Regions from separate parts of the Gossypium hirsutum genome. Here region 1 is linked to region 2. A link is a contact called in public Hi-C data. All regions are on one chromosome and are shown on one strand. Each heading gives the region's core, a stretch centred on a gene start, on an enhancer-like site or on the middle of the called end of the contact. The rest is flanking DNA. Distances are from core to core; before and after follow the strand shown. Region 1 holds the start of LOC107961754. Region 2 holds the start of LOC107962331 (coatomer subunit beta-1).

The links. A called contact is a pair of places that touch in the nucleus more often than the background predicts.
Region 1: a contact with region 2 is called in a Hi-C map of hypocotyl, with 4 times the contacts expected there. The contact joins the promoter of LOC107961754 here to the promoter of LOC107962331 in region 2. A contact is called at or near these places in 13 of 34 Hi-C or Micro-C datasets (anther, callus, hypocotyl and 3 more).

What each region holds. Positions count from the first base shown.
Region 1 is chrA06:47,361,499-47,368,777 of Gossypium_hirsutum_v2.1, reverse strand. It overlaps LOC107961754, which reads left to right and starts at 2,411. Exons shown (of 6, transcript XM_041115574.1): 1 at 2,411-2,630; 2 at 2,840-4,556; 3 at 4,939-4,998; 4 at 5,408-5,457; 5 at 5,549-5,594; 6 at 6,090-6,289. The coding sequence starts at 3,332. The coding sequence ends at 4,958. LOC107961755 (plasma membrane ATPase 4) reads left to right here. Exons shown (of 17, transcript XM_016897863.2): 14 at 1-46; 15 at 498-680; 16 at 768-949; 17 at 1,026-1,320. The coding sequence ends at 1,122. LOC107961752 reads right to left here. Exons shown (of 6, transcript XM_041115572.1): 5 at 7,149-7,279; 6 at 6,668-7,080. The coding sequence ends at 7,075.
Region 2 is chrA06:46,396,394-46,403,156 of Gossypium_hirsutum_v2.1, reverse strand. It overlaps LOC107962331 (coatomer subunit beta-1), which reads left to right and starts at 2,507. Exons shown (of 5, transcript XM_041115847.1): 1 at 2,507-2,756; 2 at 3,826-5,884; 3 at 6,144-6,653. The coding sequence starts at 3,839.

The DNA of each region.
Region 1 (7,279 bases), core at 1,162-3,661, 970 kb before region 2:
ACGCCCTGGACTTCTACTAGTCAGTGCCTTTCTAGTTGCTCAGTTGGTAAGAAAATTTAACTAAATCGTATAAGATATACATGTTGAAAAATATGGACAATTTTGTTGGGCTTTAATTATTAAATAAAGATTAGATACTCTAGTAATTAAGTTCTAATCAAATTCTAATTAATGATGGGTTAATTAGAATTTGATTAGAACTAATTTGCCAATGTTATAAATATTAGGGTTATGGTCCCAAATTATAGACAAGATATCTTTTCTAATATCCCATCATTAGGAAAGAGAGAGTAGATATTCTTTAAATTTCTTGTGTGCTAATTTGGAAGATCAAATTCTCAAGATTTGATAAAAGTTCAATTTATTCTTAATTTATTCTTGATGATTTGACATGATAGATCCTGGTTTATTAAGTTTTATTTCAGATTTATTTACAAATCTAACAATTCAATTAACTAATTTTATGATTATAAATGACCCACTTTGATTTTTGGCAGGTGGCCACTTTAATAGCTGTTTATGCAGACTGGGGGTTTGCAAGGATTAAAGGTATGGGTTGGGGATGGGCTGGTGTAATCTGGCTATACAGTGTGGTGACTTATATCCCACTGGATCTTATCAAATTTGCAATCCGCTATGTTCTTAGTGGAAAGGCTTGGGATAACCTTTTGGAGAACAAGGTACGATTAGAGTCCTCCTCTGTGCAAATTTGGCTATATTTCTTGGTGATTTGATTGATGTTTGGGTCTCATTGAAAACCATTGCAGACTGCCTTCACTACGAAGAAAGATTACGGAAAAGAGGAAAGGGAAGCACAATGGGCAGCTGCGCAGAGGACTCTGCATGGCCTTCAACCACCTGAAACCACAAGCATTTTCAATGAAAGGAGCAGTTACAGGGAACTTTCAGAAATCGCAGAGCAGGCCAAGCGCAGGGCTGAGGTTGCAAGGTGGGATATCTAATAATATTTTCTTGCAAAATATGTGAAATGAGATGTTTAATGAAATGGGGATTTCATGGTGTAGGCTGAGGGAGCTGAATACACTGAAGGGGCATGTTGAATCAGTGGTTAAGCTCAAGGGGCTTGATATCGATAACATCCAGCAGCATTACACCGTTTAAAGATGGATGCTATTTCCCGTCCAAGAAAAAAAGTAGTTATAATGACGAACAATCACCCCGGATATTAATATTAATATTGTTATCAATCGGCTTATAGTAGTAGTATAGATTTAGGATGATTTTCCTTTTTCCTAAATGTCGGAATTTGTGTTCATTGTGATTACCTCTTTTGGAATGCAGAAAGGTTAATTTATAACATCATCTAATCCAAGGCTCTTTGTTTGCAGTTAAACATCATAAAACACTTGATGTTCAACGTTTTTATTGTGTGATGCATAGACCCTTGCTTCATCAAACCCAATTGTGCTATCTGGCCAACTTGATAAGTGAGGATAAGCATTAAACTAGTCCAATACAACAGGAGGAAATTACCACTCTTTACTTTTCAGTTTCACATATGCGACAAATTATTACATTGCATGTTAACCCAAATTCTCAAAACAAATATTTGCAAAATAGAAAATAAATTTACGAAGAAAAAGAAAACAGGATGAGAAAGAGCGATAAAGTAGACAGACATACATTTAATAAGATTTTAATACGTCTAATTATGCCCTCAGTCTATGAACTCTTTATAATTTTTTAAATTTAGTCCCTTTGCTTTTAACGTCAAGAATTTATTCTCTTATTGTCTGAATTAGACAATTGATAATTTGAATGAGTTATAAATTACACTCTAGTTTTTAAAATATTAAAATGTCACAAGGGGAGCCTATTTATTGTGTTATCAATTGAACTTGGATTGAAATTAGAGGGGAAAGAAAATTGATAAAATTTTTAATTCAAATTATAAAAAGTTAACCAAGTTGAGTATCCCTTTCTTTTCTTCAATTTTTACCTCAACTTGTGGAAATATTAGGGAAAGGAAATCAAACAAAATTTTATAATCATTTACAATCTAGAGTGTGTAGTTTGTCCTCATCACTTATAACATGGTTATTCTTAACAAACTTATAATTGCAAAAAAAAAATTATTATTATTTAATATTATTTCCTTTCCTTACCATTGTTTAGTTAAATAAAAATTGTTAAAACTTTATACAAAAATTACATCACTTTTCTTTACTAATTTTAAGTATGCAAATAAGATAATTTTTCCTTTCCTTTTGAGAGTATTAATCCGAACAGAAAGCTAATTTATAAATCTACCGAGGGATTCAAATCCTAAAATTAAAAGAATAAAGACTAAATTTCAAAAGTCTAAAGACTACAAGGACCGATAGAAAATTAAACCATTTTTAGAAACTAAAATAGCAGCAGTGGGCGAGCGATCGATCGATCTAATAACACAAAAACAAAACAGAGAGGAGCTGAAATACTAATACCAAATCAAGAAGGGGGGCAAGCTCAAAATTTTGGGGAGGAAATGCACTCATTCTCAATTACACACAAATTATTGTAAATAAAGAAGAAGAAAAAAATCGAGGCTGCCTGCCATCAATCCATCCCCTAAACAACAACTCAGTGGCACTTGATTTCTATGCAATTCTTCAAGCAAGTTGTCCAAGGTCAGCTATCAACCTTTTAACCCTTTCTATTTTTTTCACTGCTTTTGGAGCTTGTTTTTCGGTGTTCATTCTACTTTTTTGCCTCTGTAATTCCTGCACTGTGCTCTGCTCTTATCCTACCAGCTCCACTGATCTCATTCCTCCCAACTTCATATTTTCAATTCCGAACTCTTTTTTCATTGCCTATAATTAAAAAAATTATCTTGTAGGTTTTAATTGCTGCGGTGATTTTAGTTTACGGTTCGCGGGGTTGAGACGACGCTCTCTTGTTTCTTTTGAGTTTCGTTGATTCCAACTCTAGGGTTTTGATTCGTTATGGAATTTCGGCTTTGTTTAGTGGGGTTTCTATCAACTACTAAAGTGGAGTTTGATCCTTAGGGTTTTGGTTCTGCAAAAATGAGATTTGGGTTTACATTGTATGGTTTCAACTTGGGTCAATTTCGGCATGTTTGGAAACTGAAATAATTCTATCCACCTTGGAAACCCTTGGGTTCTTTTTTTTTTTTTGGTCTATCTCGAGGATTTTCAGGCTTACTGCTTTACTTTCTATATGCATAGACTGAGAGTTTGGTTGGCATTGTAAGCTATGCAAAGTGGATTTGGACTTGTTTGGTGTTGGAGAAAACTGTAAATTGGGTTTGGAAACGGGTTTCAGTGGTTTTGTAGTTCTGTGAATGGTGTAGGAATCTGTTTATCGAGCAATGCAATCCCAGCAGGGCTCCAGAATTGACTTAGGTGAACTGAAAGCTCAGATAGTGAAGAAGATTGGGGCTGAGAGGTCAAAAAGGTACTTTTATAATTTGAGTAGGTTTTTAAGTCAAAAGGTCAGGAAATGCGAGTTTGATAAGTCGTGTTACCGCATTATTGGGAGGCAGAACCTGTCACTGCATAATCAGTTGATACGTTCAATCTTGAAAAATGCATGTCAGGCTAAGACTCCACCCCCAGGTCCCATGAAATCTTTGATACAAACTGTGGAGAGGTCTCCTGGTAGAGAAGATGCACATGAAGTGACTGGATCCCTTGTTCCCAACCAGAATCAAAATGCAGACATTTGGTCAAATGGGGTTTTTCCAGTGTCATCCCCACGAAAGGCTAGGTCTGGAATACGGGATAGGAAGCCAAGGGATAGACCCAGCCCACTCGGGCCAAATGGGAAGGCTGAGAGTGTTTCACATCATTCAATGGGGATGGAAGAAAATGTCAGTAAGTTGGGTATCGAAAATGGTGATTTGACTCCTTATGATTATAAGAGACCAGTGCAGCATCTTCAAGCAGTTGCTGAGCTGCCTGAAATTGTAAGAGGTCTGGTGCACTCTGCAGAAAAACCAAGGGTGCCTGGTAAAGATCAGGCTGTAGGAGCCATTGTTGAAGATGAGCAAGAGGTGGAGCAAGCTAACCAAATTAATCTTTCTAAAAGTCCTCTGCTCGCACCACTTGGGATTCCATTTTGCTCAGCTAGTGTTGGTGGGGCCCGCAAGGCTCTGGCAGTGGCAGGCAGTAGTGACTTCATTAGCTACTATGACAGTGGTGGCTTATACGATATCGAGACATTGAAGAAACGTATGGAGCAGATTGCAGCAGCACAGGGCCTTGGAGGAGTTTCTGTCGAATGTGCTAGTATGCTGAATAACATGTTGGATGTATACTTAAAGAAACTCATTAGATCATGTGTAGATCTGGTGGGATCAAAGTCTACAGATGAAGTGAAGAAGCACTCTGCTCACAAGTCGCAGCCTCAAGGCAAGCTTATGAATGGTATGTGGCCAAGTAATCACTTGCATATGCAGAGTAGCTCGGGGCCTATAGAAGTGTTGCAGGAACCCGGGCAGTGCTACTTGATATCTTTGCTTGATTTTAAAGTGGCAATGGAGCTAAATCCGCGGCAGCTGGGTGAAGATTGGCCAGTACTACTCGAGAAAATTTGTATGCATTCTTTTGAATAGTGAATGCCCTGCAAAATTTTGTTTATCCTGAAGCTGTGATTAGATGTATTCATTCTGGTTCAATGTTCTTGACAAATATTGATCAGTGAAGGTCCCAGTTCTTTTCCATCACTGACACTAACCAAATGCTGCTCAGTAGCATAAAGCTCTGGCCCTTGCAAGATAAAGTTATGTGTTATAGTGTGTGGAGGTGTATACCCCTGCCACAGAACCAGGATGGATCAGGAAATTATTTTTGAGCAACTGAGATAAGGTGCTTGCAAAAGAAGTGCTGACAACCAGTTGCTCTGTTGTACAATTAGCATTATTTTGGCTGTCTTCTGCCATCTCAACAGATCTCGGGCTTTTCTTGTAAATTACAGACAACAAGGAGGAAATCTAAGAAAATTTTGCAGGAAAACTGTTTTGCAGCTTGTTGAAAGGTAAAATTACTTATGTAACAGCTGCAGCATTGCTCTGTATGTAATTTTAGAATATGAGAATTTGTTGAGTTCCATTATTAATAACAAATCAGCATCCATTAAATTGTCCATGGTGTTTTATATCGAGATACTTCCACTCAACAAAGGCTGAAAATTCTAGTTGCTATGCTCCAATTCTGTGCTCTAGTGGAGTTTGACTTGCTATCTAATAAATTGTCATTGACTAGATTTTGGGGCATACAGTTTTCGTAGTGGTCATATTACTTTCTTGATTGTTGATCGGATATGTACAATATTACCTTTTCTCTAGTTTTATTTTGCTACTTTTATATTGCTTGTTGAGTACTTGGTCTCAGGCTAATTACTGTATCAACCTAAATGAGTTTCTTATTGAGCTTACATATGTCAGGTATCTCTGTAAGTGAGGATAATTTGGTCTCTGCAAAACCATCATGCAAGGTTAGTTTGTAGAATTCTTGCTATTTATCTGCAAGTATTCTGTGGATTAAGTCTTACAATTTGTATTCTAATGTGTGACTATCTGGAACAGGAAAACGGGCATTTGTAGATGAAAAGGATTGCTTATGATTAAAGAGGTAAAAGTTTCTCGGTTTGGATAATAAAAATTCTGTACCAACACTTGTTCAGTTGTAGTAGGCACGTTTACTACTTGGTGCTTTTTAAAGCATTTCTTGGACTTGCACTCTGTTGTAGATACGAGGACATTAATTTTGCGGTAGAACTACTCAAGTAATTTATAACATACAGATGCTATGTTTTGTTGGCCTGATTTTGGAGTTTTTATGTTCTGAGCTAATTAGAGTGGGATATTTCATTATTATATTTTTACCACTCACTACAAATCTTAACCAAAAAACTGGAAACCTGTTGCTAAGTATATTTGCATTATCACACAAGTTGGTGATGGTAAGTTCATAGATAGTTTTTTTTATTATGTTGTTCCTTTGTTTGACTTATAACATTAGTGTTCTCCACTATTTCATTCGTTTATTATTATTATTATTATTGGAACTCATTAAACAGATGTCCAGTGTGCCTAATTCATATGTACATTTACCTCAACTTTGAAGATGAGAAGAGATGAGGCATGAAGTGGAGAAGAAAAACATTGGATTGTTAAATATGTAGTTAGCCTGCCATATAAACATTTGTAATGAAGTTTGTGTTCAACCATGCTCTTTTCATTAAGAGAGAATGTTGTGTGGTTCATAGATAAGGAAGGAACCTACTTCCATTGGTTTTATTTCATGCACGTTAAGATTTGCTGCTACCTTCCATTATTCCTATTTGATGTAAACCCCACCTTTGTCTCCAATGCCACCAAATCAAAAGCTGAAAAATGCAGTTAAAGGAAACCAATGAAAATGAAAGAAGGCTTGAAACCAACCAACCAATAAAGCCTTTGTTACATTGCATTACTCACTGGGTACCAAACAGACCAAAGTAGAAACAGAAAGTAGCTGTCACTGTCACATAAGATCCTGTATCGTTGTTAAAGTGTTAACCCCCAACCCTTAACATATCAGCAAAAGCTTCCTTGCTTTTGCATTTATGTAGGGGATGAAAAATAAGCACATCCATCCTGCACCTAACACACTTTTACCAGAAATCCAAAAGAGCATCTTCATCATGTTCAACAACAGCAGTGTGTAATTTGATTCGCATTTCATTTATAAGGGAATGAGAGTTCCAGTGCTGAAACAATTAGCACCTGGTTTATTAGTTTGACTGACTTGACTTAATGATGGGTTTTTGATTTGATATTTACATCATAATGATCATAAAAATAAATTTTAATTTAAAAAATAATAATAGTAATACTGAAGAGAAGCCATCAATTTGTACAAAAGAAGAGCCTCTTTGCCTTCTTTGGCTGTTCCTCAATCATGAGGTGAACGAAGAAGATTGTGTGGCTTCTCTGCTGATGCTCTGCAGATAGGGCACCAGTTCTTCACCCGCAGCCACTGCTGTACGCATGCCACATGATACGTATGCTCGCACTGCAGCCTCCCTACTTCATCTCCATTCACGTACTCTTCCTGCAAATGTGCAAAATCATCCCTTTCCATACATAGATGAGTAGAAGAAATGAAAAAGCATGGTAGTGGAAAGTCATATAGAAAAAGTACCTGACATATGCTGCATTTTACATCATCCTTTTCACCCTCATAGCTCACATTTGCAAACTCCGAAGATGCTGTGTCATAGATGCTTTTTTTGAGGCATTTCGACAATGCTTCTTCCGATAGCCCAGTGCTCA
Region 2 (6,763 bases), core at 1,258-3,757:
TTATTTTCTTAATATATGTTGTTATTATCTAGTTGATGCTGGTTACACAAATTGTGAAGGATTTCTTGCACCTTTTAAGGGACAAAGATATCATTTGAATGAATGACACCAAGCTCACCGACCAAGTATTCCAGGAGAAATTTCCAATATGAAACATGCATCAGTGCACAACGTTATTGAAAGATGTTTTGGTTTATTAAAACTTAGATGAGGTATACTTTATCTTGTGAGGGTGTACAATCAAATCGTTATTGCTTGTTGCTTACTTCATAAATTTATTCGAACTTAAATGAGTCTTGATCCTATTGAAGCGATGCTAAGAGAAGGTTTAAATAGTAATGTAATAGAGGATGATAAACCTAAAATAATCAATATTCATCCAACTAATGCATAGGCAAATTGGAGGATGAAACTAGCAAATCAAATTTCAACGAATGCCAAGCATGTAGAAATTAATAGGGTTGAAAGTGTTGTTTGAAAGGATTTATATTATTTTATTTATCTTTGATGTTGTGTTTATGGTATCCTTATATTAATTGGTTTTTTTTATCTATTAATTGATTGTGCGCAATTTTCTTTAAAAGTATGTTAGGCTTTTCACAATCAACTGCAACTTCTTCCCAAAATTCTAGAGGAACCAAAAGGGAATGGGTTCCGAAAGAAGATGTTGTCTTGATTTCATGTATAGTGGTCTTGCACAATGTTGAAACTTTTAATACAAATACGAGATTCAAGGATGGTTATTTACTTGAATTGGAAAGAATGATGGAAAAATTTTACTTCATGCAATGCTAAAGGCTAAACCTAATCTTGAATCAAAGATTAAGAAATTGAAAAAGGATTGGGCAATCATTTACGATATGCTCAAAGGAAAAGACAACAATGGCTTTGGTTGGGATGAGCATAGGCAGATGATTGTTGCTGAAGGTGCAGTATAGGATTCATATTGTATTTCTTTTCTTCTTTTGACTTACTTAAATCCATATAGTATATAACGCTTATAAAATATTTTTTTTATAGAATCATAGAGAAGTTGGGCAATTCAGAACTCGAAGTTTCCCTTATTATGAGCAACTTACTTCTTTTAGAAGAATTACATGCTAAAGATGTTGCTAATGAAAGGAATAATGAAGAAGGAAGCAATGACAATGGATGCGAAGTTGATGTTTCCTTAGATGAGATGGATGCCTCGGTTACACAATCGCATCCGTCTTATCCAAACAAAATTGATTCTACATTTTCAAAGAAGAAGAAAAAGAGTTCTGAAGTTAGTGAACCAATTTCTTCTACTTCACTTATCGATGCTGTCACATTATTGGGGGTTAATATTTGGACAATCAGCCTTGAATTAAGTAGGAGCATTGCCTCTAGAATGCTCATTCAAAAAAAGTACAAACTTTCTATATGTCTTTACGTGAAATAAAAGGTTTAACAGATGATAAGCAGTTGATGCATTGATCAGAATTCTTGATCATCCAACGCAAATGCTCGTTTTCCTAAGTCTACCACCTTCTATGCAATTAGCATGGTTGAGAAAATTTTGTATGTCATAGAGTTTCATCACTTTTTGTATGTGTAAATGGTGCGGTGGTGAACTAATATCACTTTTTGTATGTAATTGTCGGTTGTCACTTTTTTGTATGCGTAATTAAGTGTGGTGGTGGAGTAATTTAACTTTTTGTATGTAATTGTAGGATGATATAATGACATGGAAGTATGTAATACTAATATTGTCACTTTTTGTATATGTGTAAATGAGTTTTCTACTATAATTGGACTTTTGAAAACCGACCATGATTTGTTATGTTAAGATGGATGCTGAGATGATTATTAGATTATGTTGGTGCTTCTTCTTTAACAATATTTTTATTTGGATAGTAACACTCTTTAACAATACTAGCGATGTTATTAAGCAAAAATATAATGTCACTATAATGGAATATAATGTTGGATATTTGGTAAACGTATTTAAGTGGTATAATTGGATCTTTAATTTATAAAACATAAGGTTATGTACAAATACAAAAATAATAGTATACAATAAAGTATATTAAAATATAATTGATTTAGATGTTAAAAAAATTAAAGGGTATATTTGTCATTTCAGCATTTAACGCTTTTGGTTTTTTTAATAATTTTTACAAAAATAAAAACATAATTTAATTTATTAAAAGGCATATTCGTCATTCAAGTTTTTTTTTTACTATTACATGTCTATTCCTCCCAACCAAACGCATGAATATTATTATAATACTCATCTCATTACATCTAATCAAACCACTGTTATGCCTATTCAATTTCGTTACAGTTTTATTCAATTTTCATAAAATAGCTATTTCATTCTAGTTAACCAAATGTGCCCTTAAATTTTTTTCTTTTTTGAAAAGAATAAAATTAATTTTAAAAAATGGACGATCAAAATATAAACTTACTAAAATTAGATGAATAAAATGAATGTAAAATAACATTACTTAACCTCAAATTAATGGAAGCAAATTAATAGAAGGTGACCACACAATTTTATTTTCGGTAAGTTACCTTTTTCTTTTTTGAGAAAGACCAAATTCTATACTATCAAAATTGAGAGGGAGAAGATGAAGTTTTTACCAAATTGAAATTACCACAAACTCACCGTCTAAACTCGAAATACATCTTTAGATCTGGTAGAACAATAAGAAAGGGGAAAAAGAGAACGAAAGAAAGAAAGCAAAACGATGCGCTTGTTTTGAAGATCGAATTTCCCTCATTTCCATCCGGTAAAATAAGTGTCAGTTTCTCTGATCGTTCGAGGTTCATTGCTCTCTATATGTCTCCAATTTTCGAGATCTGTTGATTTATTTTCTACATAGTTTCGCGGCATTTTTCTGTTGTTGCTGGTTTTTTTTTTGTTTGTTTGCATTAGAAGCTTGAATGTTTCGATTTAGGTTTCGGATTTTCAATATTGTGATTTGAAATTTTGATCGAATCCTTTATAGTAATACTACAAATTAGAATAGAACTGTGCTCTGTGGATTAAATATGGTTTTACCTTTTTACACTTTCTATGTTTAGTTGCGCTTTCGCTCTGCTGGTATATTTTTGTTTGTTGCTTTCGTAATGTTTTGATTTTACATGATGAATTCAGCATTAATATTGGAATTAAAAATATGAAAACTAACAGATCTCATCCTTCTCTTTCTCAGTAGACAGATCAACGGTGATCTTACATTAATAATTTTCTGAAATAACCACGATTCAATTGTGGCATTAAGGCCGATTTGCCTGAGTTGTAAATTTAGCTCCTTTTTTTTCTGTGAATTATGAGATACCTAGTTTAATAGCCCGTTAAGTATTTGCTAGCAGTCTGAAAAATATATGTATGCGGTATAGTTTTTCGTGCAAGATTCTAGCCAAGTTTTTATCGAAACAGTGCATTAGTTGGTGACCTTATTGTTTAGAAGTGTTCAGGAGCAATGTTCTGTGCATGATCTTTCTGCTACTGTTGTAGTTATGATTTGTTGTCATTACTCAAATATGCACATTGGAGGTAAATGTGAGAGCGTATTGTTTAGGAAGATGGTCATGGAGCTGATTTGTCTTTTAAATTTTCACTGAACTTATGGCATTTGAAGTAACTGGCAATCTTTTTACTAAATTGGTCCTATTTTAATTGGCCAACAAAAGTTTTGTTCCTGTTGTAAGACTTTCTGAATGATTTGTATAAGCTATGTTTAAATTTCTTGTTATAGATGCATATTTTACACTGATATAATTTTATTCTAGTCCCCGCATTGAGAACCATCATTTGCATTATATATATATATTGATGATTTGAATTTTGTTCAGAAAGTAGCAAGAAATGGAGAAGTCTTGTACACTTCTTATTCACTTTGACAAAGGAACACCAGCAATTGCTAATGAAATTAAGGAAGCACTCGAAGGCAATGATGTTCCTGCAAAGATTGATGCCATGAAGAAAGCAGTTATGCTTTTGTTGAATAGTGAAACTCTCACCCAGCTTTTTATTACCATTGTCAGATATGTTTTGCCTTCGGAGGATCACACCATCCAAAAACTTTTGCTTCTATACTTGGAGATAATTGAGAAAACTGATTTGAAAGGGAGGATATTACCTGAAATGATCTTAATATGCCAAAATTTGAGGAACAATCTTCAACATCCTAATGAATATATTCGTGGTGTGACCTTGAGATTTCTCTGCCGCTTGAATGAGACAGAGATCATTGAGCCACTAATCCCTTCAGTTTTGCAAAATCTGGAGCATCGGCATCCATTTATTCGTAGGAACGCTATATTGGCTGTCATGTCAATATATAAGCTTCCACAAGGCGAGCAGCTCCTGGTTGATGCACCTGAAATGATTGAGAAGGTCCTTTCGACAGAGCAGGATCCATCTGCCAAGCGAAATGCATTTCTTATGCTATTTAACTGTGCACACGATCGAGCCATTAATTACCTTTTGACCCATGTTGACAGGGTTTCCGAATGGGGTGAATTGCTTCAGATGGTTGTGTTGGAGCTGATTCGTAAGGTTTGCAGAACAAATCGTGGGGAGAAAGGGAAGTATATTAAGATTATTATATCTTTATTAAATGCCCCCTCAACTGCAGTTATTTATGAATGTGCTGGCACCCTTGTTTCTCTGTCATCTGCTCCTACTGCTATTAGAGCTGCTGCAAACACTTATTGTCAGCTTCTTCTTTCTCAAAGCGATAACAATGTGAAGCTTATTGTGCTAGATCGGCTGAATGAGCTCAAGTCTTCTCATAGAGATATTATGGTTGATTTGATCATGGATGTTCTTAGGGCACTTTCAAGTCCAAATCTTGACATCCAAAGGAAGACACTTGATATTGTTCTTGAGTTAGTAACTCCCCGAAACATCAATGAAGTTGTTCTTTTGTTGAAGAAGGAAGTGATGAAAACTCAAAGTGGAGAACTTGAGAAGAACGGAGAATACAGACAAATGCTTATTCAAGCTATCCATTCCTGCGCAATCAAGTTCCCAGAAGTTGCAAGTACAGTTGTGCATCTGATGATGGATTTCTTAGGAGACAGTAATGTTGCTTCAGCTATTGATGTTATAGTTTTTGTTCGAGAAATAATTGAAACCAACCCTAAACTTAGGGTGTCCATTATAACACGGTTGTTGGATACATTCTATCAGATTCGAGCTGCACGGGTTTGCTCCTGTGCCCTTTGGATCATCGGAGAATATTGCCTTTCTCCATCTGAAGTTGAGAGTGGCATAGCAACCATCAAGCAGTGTCTTGGAGAGCTGCCTTTCTACTCTGTTTCTGAGGAAGCGGAAGCTACTGATGCTTCCAAGAAAACTCCTCAAACAAACTCCATTACCATCTCCTCCAGGAGACCTGCTATTCTTGCTGATGGTACTTATGCAACCCAGAGTGCTGCATCTGAAACTGCTTTCTCCCCTCCTACCATTGTTCAGGGATCATTGACTTCTGGGAATCTCAGATCTCTTCTCCTCACTGGCGATTTTTTCCTCGCTGCAGTTGTTGCTTGCACACTGACTAAACTTGTTCTGAGACTGGAAGAGGTACAGCCTTCAAAAGTTGAAGTTAACAAAGCAACCACACAGGCATTGCTGATCTTTGTCTCTATGCTGCAATTAGGGCAATCTCCTGTTCTTCCACACCCAATTGATAATGATTCTTGCGATAGAATTGTTCTGTGCATAAGATTATTGTGCAATACTGGTGATGAGATCAGAAAAATATGGTTGCAGTCTTGCCGTCAGAGTTTTGTTAAAATGCTTTCAGAGAAACAATTGCAAGAAACTGAGGAATTAAAGGCAAAAGCTCAGGTTTCTCATGCACAACCGGATGACCTTATTGACTTTTACCATTTAAAGAGTCGAAAGGTAAGAACTTTTTTGTGGTCATTAACTTATGTGCATGATTTAACATCTTTGGTTTGTGCAAATATCTTGCCATGCATGCAATTTCTTTTCTGGGTTAAGCTTGTATTTTGTTTGTTTTGATAGAATTTTCTGCTTTATCCCTTTGGTTCACCTTTGTGCTTTTGCATCTCTTTGATTATTGACTTATCATTTTTTTTTCTTGGTTTTTTTGTCATGAAGTTGTGGAATTGTATCTCAAATTTCCTTTGCTAACTTCCAGGGTATGAGTCAGCTGGAATTGGAGGATGAGGTTCAAGATGATTTAAAACGAGCAACTGGAGAGTTTGTCAAGGATCCAGATGATGCAAATAAGCTCAACCGCATTCTTCAACTGACAGGATTTAGTGATCCGGTATATGCCGAAGCATATGTCACTGTCCATCACTATGATATTGTTCTTGATATTACTGTTATCAACCGAACCAGGGAAACCCTTCAGAATTTGTGCTTGGAGTTGGCTACTATGGGTGATCTGAAACTTGTGGAGCGTCCTCAAAATTATACCCTAGCTCCTGAATCTAGCAAGCAAATAAAGGCCAACATCAAGGTGTCTTCAACTGAGACTGGAGTCATATTTGGCAACATTGTATATGAAACTTCAAATGTGCTTGAGAGAACAGTAGTTGTTCTGAATGACATTCACATTGATATCATGGACTATATTTCTCCTGCTGTTTGTACGGATACTGCATTCAGAACCATGTGGGCAGAATTTGAGTGGGAAAATAAGGTATTTCTTGAACTATTTCCATTTTTACTATTACCGCGTGCATTTACAGCCGCCTTATTTCTGTTAGTCAGCTGACCAATATGGATGGCTTTCAAATATAATTTGTTTCT